Regions from separate parts of the Sus scrofa genome. Here region 1 is linked to region 2. The links are chromatin contacts, called in public Hi-C maps. All regions are on one chromosome and are shown on one strand. The core of a region is the stretch at or near the end of the contact, and the rest is flanking DNA. Distances in the headings are between cores, read along the strand shown. Region 1 holds the start of RHOB (ras homolog family member B). Region 2 holds the start of LAPTM4A (lysosomal-associated transmembrane protein 4A).

The links. A called contact is a pair of places that touch in the nucleus more often than the background predicts.
Region 1: a Hi-C map of liver shows a contact between it and region 2, with 4 times the contacts expected there. The contact joins the promoter of RHOB here to the promoter of LAPTM4A in region 2. A contact is called at or near these places in 2 of 47 Hi-C or Micro-C datasets (heart right ventricle and liver) and 2 of 2 datasets of contacts at active chromatin or transcription factors (alveolar macrophages and skeletal muscle).

The regions. Positions count from the first base shown.
Region 1 is chr3:117,774,093-117,777,394 of Sscrofa11.1, reverse strand. It overlaps RHOB (ras homolog family member B), which reads left to right and starts at 1,935. Exons shown (of 1, transcript NM_001123189.1): 1 at 1,935-2,525. The coding sequence starts at 1,935. The coding sequence ends at 2,525.
Region 2 is chr3:118,150,477-118,153,388 of Sscrofa11.1, reverse strand. It overlaps LAPTM4A (lysosomal-associated transmembrane protein 4A), which reads right to left and starts at 1,523. Exons shown (of 7, transcript XM_005662724.3): 1 at 125-1,523. The coding sequence starts at 235.

The DNA of each region.
Region 1 (3,302 bases), core at 686-3,185, 380 kb after region 2:
GAGTACATGAGCGTTTAGCTCAATTCTCCACAGTCATTTATGGATTCTTGCATAGGGTCAGACATTGTGCTGGGTCTTCAAGATGCTGTGATAGACAGAATCCAGGCCCTCCAACAGCTTTTCGTCAGAGGGGGACACAGAAATATGAGACAATAACCTCATCAGGATGTAGTGTGTCTCTCCATTGCTGAAAAACCAACAAGCATCCCCTTGCCTCTAGAATGGATATGGCCCAACCTGTGTAGTTGGTACTTGTCCTCCATGATTGGCCTGCCTCCTGAGTTTCAACTCTCTCTTTCCACTGAGGGTAGCCCCAGTAAGCTATTCTCTGTTCCTAGAATCTGTCCTACTCTTTGTCACATCTCTGCTTTGGTTCAAGCTCTTCCTCCTCCTTGGGTGGTCCTCCCTCCCTACCTCCATCCTTCTTCTCACCCCTTCTGTCCATTGGGACCCATCCACTCAGAAGCTTCTAGATCAGACACAGGTGCCATCTCCTACAGGATACAAGGAAGAGATGGATTAAGTCCTGGTGGATAGCAGGAGACTAGGAGCTAGCACCCCACTAGACACTGATTTGCTATGTCCCAGCCTTCAAGTTTCTCCTGCTACTCCCCAGGGGGACCTCAGCCTCTTCTAGCCCAGTGGGGTGGGGGTGGGGATTTGGATTTTATTGTACTGTTTACCTCAGGCAGTTCTCTGCCTTATGACCAGGATCCGAATTAATCTTGAAATCCAGGGCTGAGGCTGCCTTTTTCTGCTTGGTAACTTCTTCCCAGCGGACCTCAAGTTCTGCAACCAACCTCGACCTTCCCTTTTCACCGTCCCTCCTTCTCCGAATCTTTACCTAAAGACCTAGGCTGGGTGCCGAGAAGGGGGTAGGCGATAGGACTTGGAGGAGCCAGAAGCTCGGCCCAGGGTCACCTAATTTACAGCCACCATCTCTAAGATCCAAACCCCGGGCTGCTCTAGGCGGGTACCCTGGTGGAAGGACAGGGATGGCAGACTCGACCAGGGGTGGGCCCGCTTCTGAAAGAAAAGGGAAAAGACCTTGCTTGGGAACAAACGAATGTGTGTGTGCGCGCGCGTTCACTTAAAAACAAAACCAAGTTAAAGGAACCGCTCGGTCCCCCACAGGTCCGACCACCCGCTGGGAGTTTGCGAAGCCAGCGCGGCAATTTTGAGTGGGAGGGAGTCGTTAACGCCCCACAAAGTGCGGCTTCTTTCTGAACCTCTCGTCCAGGCCCTGCGGGCTCCTGGTAGCTAGCTCTTGGCCTCCCGCCCCACGCGCAGAAGCTGCGGCGAAGGAGGGAACCCTGGTGTCGCCGGAGCCCCGCAGCGCCAGCCGCGGCGCACGCTCCCCGGTCGCCGCCTCTCCCAGCCCCGCGGCCTGGGCCGTCAATCAAGCTCGCCCGGCCCCGCCCCTGGGCTGCAGCGGACGGCCAATCAGAGCCAAGCTCCGCAGCGATGAGCTCAGTCGGCTCGCTTGCCATTGGGCGGCTATATTAAGAAAGTCGCCGAACTCTTTAAATAGCGGGCGCTAGGGCCGCAGCCTGCATCTGCCACCGCAGTCTGCCTGCTTTCGTTCGTTTTCCTGTACCTTTGCTGAGGCCTAGAGCGACCCGGGAGGAAGCTAGGCCGGGTCTGCTACTCTAGTCACCGTTTGCGCACAAAGGCGCCAACCCCGGATCCGGGGCGAGGAGGGCCGCCACCGCTCCGGAGCAGCGCGGAGACGTACGGTGCGCCCTATGCTCCCGCGCCCCTACCGCCCACGCCGCGGCTTCCTGAGCACAGCGAGAGAACGCGCCACCCCGGGGCCTGGGTGCAGCTAGCGACCCTTGCCCCTAGCGCGCAGCCCGAGGTGAGCAGTGAGCGGCCAGCGGGACGGCAGCGAGGCGTTCGCGGGCCCCCTCTTGCTGCCCGGGCCCGGCCCGCTCATGGCGGCCATCCGCAAGAAGCTGGTGGTGGTGGGCGACGGCGCGTGCGGCAAGACGTGCCTGCTGATCGTGTTCAGTAAGGACGAGTTCCCTGAGGTGTACGTGCCCACAGTCTTTGAGAACTATGTGGCCGACATCGAAGTGGACGGCAAGCAGGTGGAGCTGGCGCTGTGGGACACAGCGGGCCAGGAGGACTACGATCGCCTGCGGCCGCTCTCCTACCCGGACACCGACGTGATCCTTATGTGCTTCTCGGTGGACAGCCCGGATTCCCTGGAGAACATCCCCGAGAAGTGGGTGCCCGAGGTGAAGCACTTCTGCCCCAACGTGCCCATCATCCTGGTGGCCAACAAGAAAGACCTGCGCAGCGACGAGCACGTCCGCACTGAGCTGGCCCGCATGAAGCAGGAACCCGTGCGCACGGATGACGGCCGCGCCATGGCCGTGCGCATCCAAGCCTACGACTACCTCGAGTGCTCTGCCAAGACCAAGGAGGGCGTGCGCGAGGTCTTCGAGACGGCCACGCGAGCCGCGCTGCAGAAACGCTACGGCTCCCAGAACGGCTGCATCAACTGCTGCAAGGTGCTATGAGGGCCGCGCCCGCCTGCCTGCCCCTGCGGGCACGGCTCCCCCACCCCGGCCGGTCCCCCACGAGGCCGGAGAAGGGAGACCCGCGCCCCCCCCACGGACCCCACCGGACGGCCTGGCGTCTGCCCTCCGGACCCGCAGCCGTGGCCTGGCGGCTGTGGCTCTGGCGCCGGGAATCGGCGCGGTAGGCACCGGGCGCCCCCTTTCCAAGTGTCTGTGTGCGTCCCGCTGTGTTGCACAGGCCTGGGCGCCCCGCTGAGTGCCAAGGGATCCCCGAAGACCCTGTTCTGAAGAGCCAAGCCTCTTCGGAGGGTGTGGCTGTGTGTATGTTCAACTCCCCCCGCCCCGTTTTTGCCCCACGCCCGCCTCTGCTACCCCGAGGCGAGCTTGGCCCCGGGGTGCGGCCGCGCCCCATCATCAGATGTTCTCCCATAACCAGCGAGCGCCTGCTATGCCCCTGTCTGTAACATAGACCACGGGAACTGCGGGAGGGGAGGGCTGGGGTGGATGGGGTGTTATATAAATATAGATATAATTTTATTTTCGGAGGTAGGATGGTGTTATTTAATGGTGGCGGTGGGTGGAGTGACAGGACTTGAGAACAGCTCCGGCCCAGCCTGGGTCAGGCGTCCATCCAGGCACGAACAAGACTTGGCCATCTTTCCAACTCCTGGGAAAGACATTTGCAACTAACTGACTTGGGGCTGAGAGGACACAGCTTCCAGACTCATGTCTCCTGCGGGCCAGCCAGGGAGAACCCCTCATCAGCCACAGGCAGGA
Region 2 (2,912 bases), core at 274-2,773:
ACGCCTCCCGCCCCACCCCCTCCCAGTGGGAACACTCACTTCCTTTCGGACCAGCCCCCCTCCCACTTCCCACTCTTGGGCACTCCCCCCAGGGCTTCTATCCCCGCGCCTCGCCCGCCCTTACCATGTACCAGGTCCCCAGGATGATCGTCCCGGTGCGGACATGGCAACAGCCGCAGCACCGGGTGCTGTAGAACCGGTCGCTGCGGCTCCGCTTGAAAGTCATGGACACCATCGGGAAACTCGTGGGCCTCGTTCGTGGCCGGGCCCCTGACAAACGCCTTCCGCCCAGCGGTTGATACCAGACGGCTCTCTCAAAGCGTCCAAAACCAAACGACGCGTCTTCAAGCCAGCCCCCGGCCAGGGCCCCAGCCAAGAGGCTTCGCACCTGCGCACTGAGTACCGAGCGCCACTCTCGCGCGAGTTCCTTTTAGCCTTTTTCTCCACCTTTCCCGCACTCAGGCCAATAGAAGAGCGAAAAGCTGGGCGGACGCGGCCCTTGATTGGAAAAGCCTGGAGATTGACAAGACTCACGCCCAATCAGAATCGCAACTCGTCTTAGCACTAATAAATCCCCGCCTCTCACGTGAGGGCATGAGCTAGCTCGTCGGTCTAGAGGAGTTCTGGTTGGGGGCGAGGTCGGTAGTTCACCATTCCCAAGAGAAGCGTTTGATGGCAAAAAGGAGAGGCGAGATGAGGTGGGTGGCGGAAAGCCTGCACGAAGGACTTTTCTGAGTGACGTCTGCCACGTACCGCTTCCGAAGTGTCACGGGACAACAGCTGCTCACGTGACCTTTGCGCGCAGTTTGATTATTGGGCTGGTCAGGGGCGGGGCCTGTGAGGAAGGGGCGGGGCGGGGCTAATTCCCGCTCCGGGGCCTTTTCGACTGAAGAAATTCGGGACTTCCTGGAGGAGTAAGGTTAGGTTTCTGTTTTAACTCACACTGACGCCTCCATGGTAGAAGCAAAGAAATACCATTCCCTGCCAAGGGCAGCTAAGAAGGATTGAGAAAAATAGAAGCAAAATAAAGTGGAAGAACTGCTTAGCTCCTGGGTAATGATAGAGTGACGTTTATACGGAAAAATTATGAAACACAATGACACACAAGGAAACACAATTTCACAAAAATGGTGAAACACAGGGACCTAGGCGTTTTCCGTGAAAAACCAGCCATTGTCTGGCTCACTTTTCTGGGTATTCTGCATCTACAGGGGCTCTCCATCTTTCCTTGTGGAGCTAAGGGAGCAAAGAATGTCATCTGCCCATTTCAGTAAACAAAGGAAATTGTGGCATCAAGGCATCAGCCTCTGAAGCCACCACCAGTGGGTGGTACACCCTGAGGGGATTCAGGATAGCAGAAAAATAGGTTGCTGGCACTCGATGGTAAGGTGCATATCAAAGGGATAGTTTCAGTAAGCCTAGACTCTTGGATTTTACCATAAATGGAAAAGCCCTGTGATCTTGATGTTCTGACTACCTGGGATTTTTTTGTAAAAAACCGCTGTATATCCGCTGCTTCTTTACCTCTTTAGAACAGCCCCTGAGAGCTGTCTGAGAGAATGTCTCCTGGACTCAAGTCCTCAGTAAATCTGGCAAATAAAACATAGTTCTCAGCTTTTAGGTTGTGCATGGTTTTTTTGTTTTTTGGGTTTTTTTCAGTAGACATCTGTTCAACTCTAAATTGTAGATAACTGATAGCAAGAGGAAATATTCTTCTTGTCCATCAAACTTCTTGTTGAATTCCCCCTCCTTGGAAAAAGCCATTTTGCAGCTATTTGTAAATTCTTTTCCCAGTCCTGGTTTGAACAATGTAAGTAGTTACTTTATTGGTTCTTTAAACTGGTTCTTATATCTTACTGGTCCCCTTATTGATTAATTACTAAATAAGATCTTTGAGACTGTTCATTTTGTATTTGTATGAGACATGACTTTTAAGAAAATACATGGTTTTATTCTTTGGAAAGTACACTTGTGTTTAGAGGACAAAAATGGCAGTTCCTATTGTGACTCAATGGTAACAAACCTGACTAGTATTCATGAGGACACAGGTTCGATCCCTGGCCTCGCTCAGTGGTTTAAAGATCTGGTGTTGCTGTGAGCTATGGTGTAGGTCACAGACACAGCCTGGATCTGACATTGCTGTGGCTGTGGTGTAGGCCGGCAACTATGGAGCCCATTTAAACGATAGCCTGGGAACTTTCATGTCCCTCAGGTGTAGCCCTAAAGAGACCAAAAGAAAAAAAAAGAAAAAAAAGGTCTTCCCCTTTGCCATTCTTAGCTGAACACTGTGCTGAATTTAGTGTAAAGGTTATTGCGCTGGCATGGCTTCAGTGAATGCTGTCTGAAATTGTATATTGATTGTTGATTATTTATCTCCCCCACTAAAATGTTCATTCTAGAACAGCAGAGACTCTGCTTACTTCTCAGCACTGAAGGAATTGTCCACGCACAATTACCCTGCTTTGCATCATACTTTTAAACTTTCTGGGAGGCCATCCATAGTTAAGCCAAGCTACACTAAAGAATGGAATGAGGTGGTAGCAGTTTAACTCAGAATGAATTATGAATTTCTCCACTAATCAGGGAGTAGACTAATAATCCCCACCACACCAAAACAAATTGTTTTTCATAGCCCTTGCTATGTAGTATACATGTGTCCAATCACTTTATTTTGAATCATTTCATCTTCAAACACAACAAATCTATAAGGCAGGCACTTTGATGTTACTTGACTCAACAAAGAAGTTACATTACATGTCCAAAGTTACAAGGCCAGTATGTGCTGCAGCTGTGGCGCACTTCACAACTGCAGTGCAGGTTCAATGCCTGGCACAGGAACTTCCATGTGCTCAGGGTGCAAGAGGAGAAAAAGAAAGTCAGCCCTCACATTCATTATGGTAGAGGTGATATCT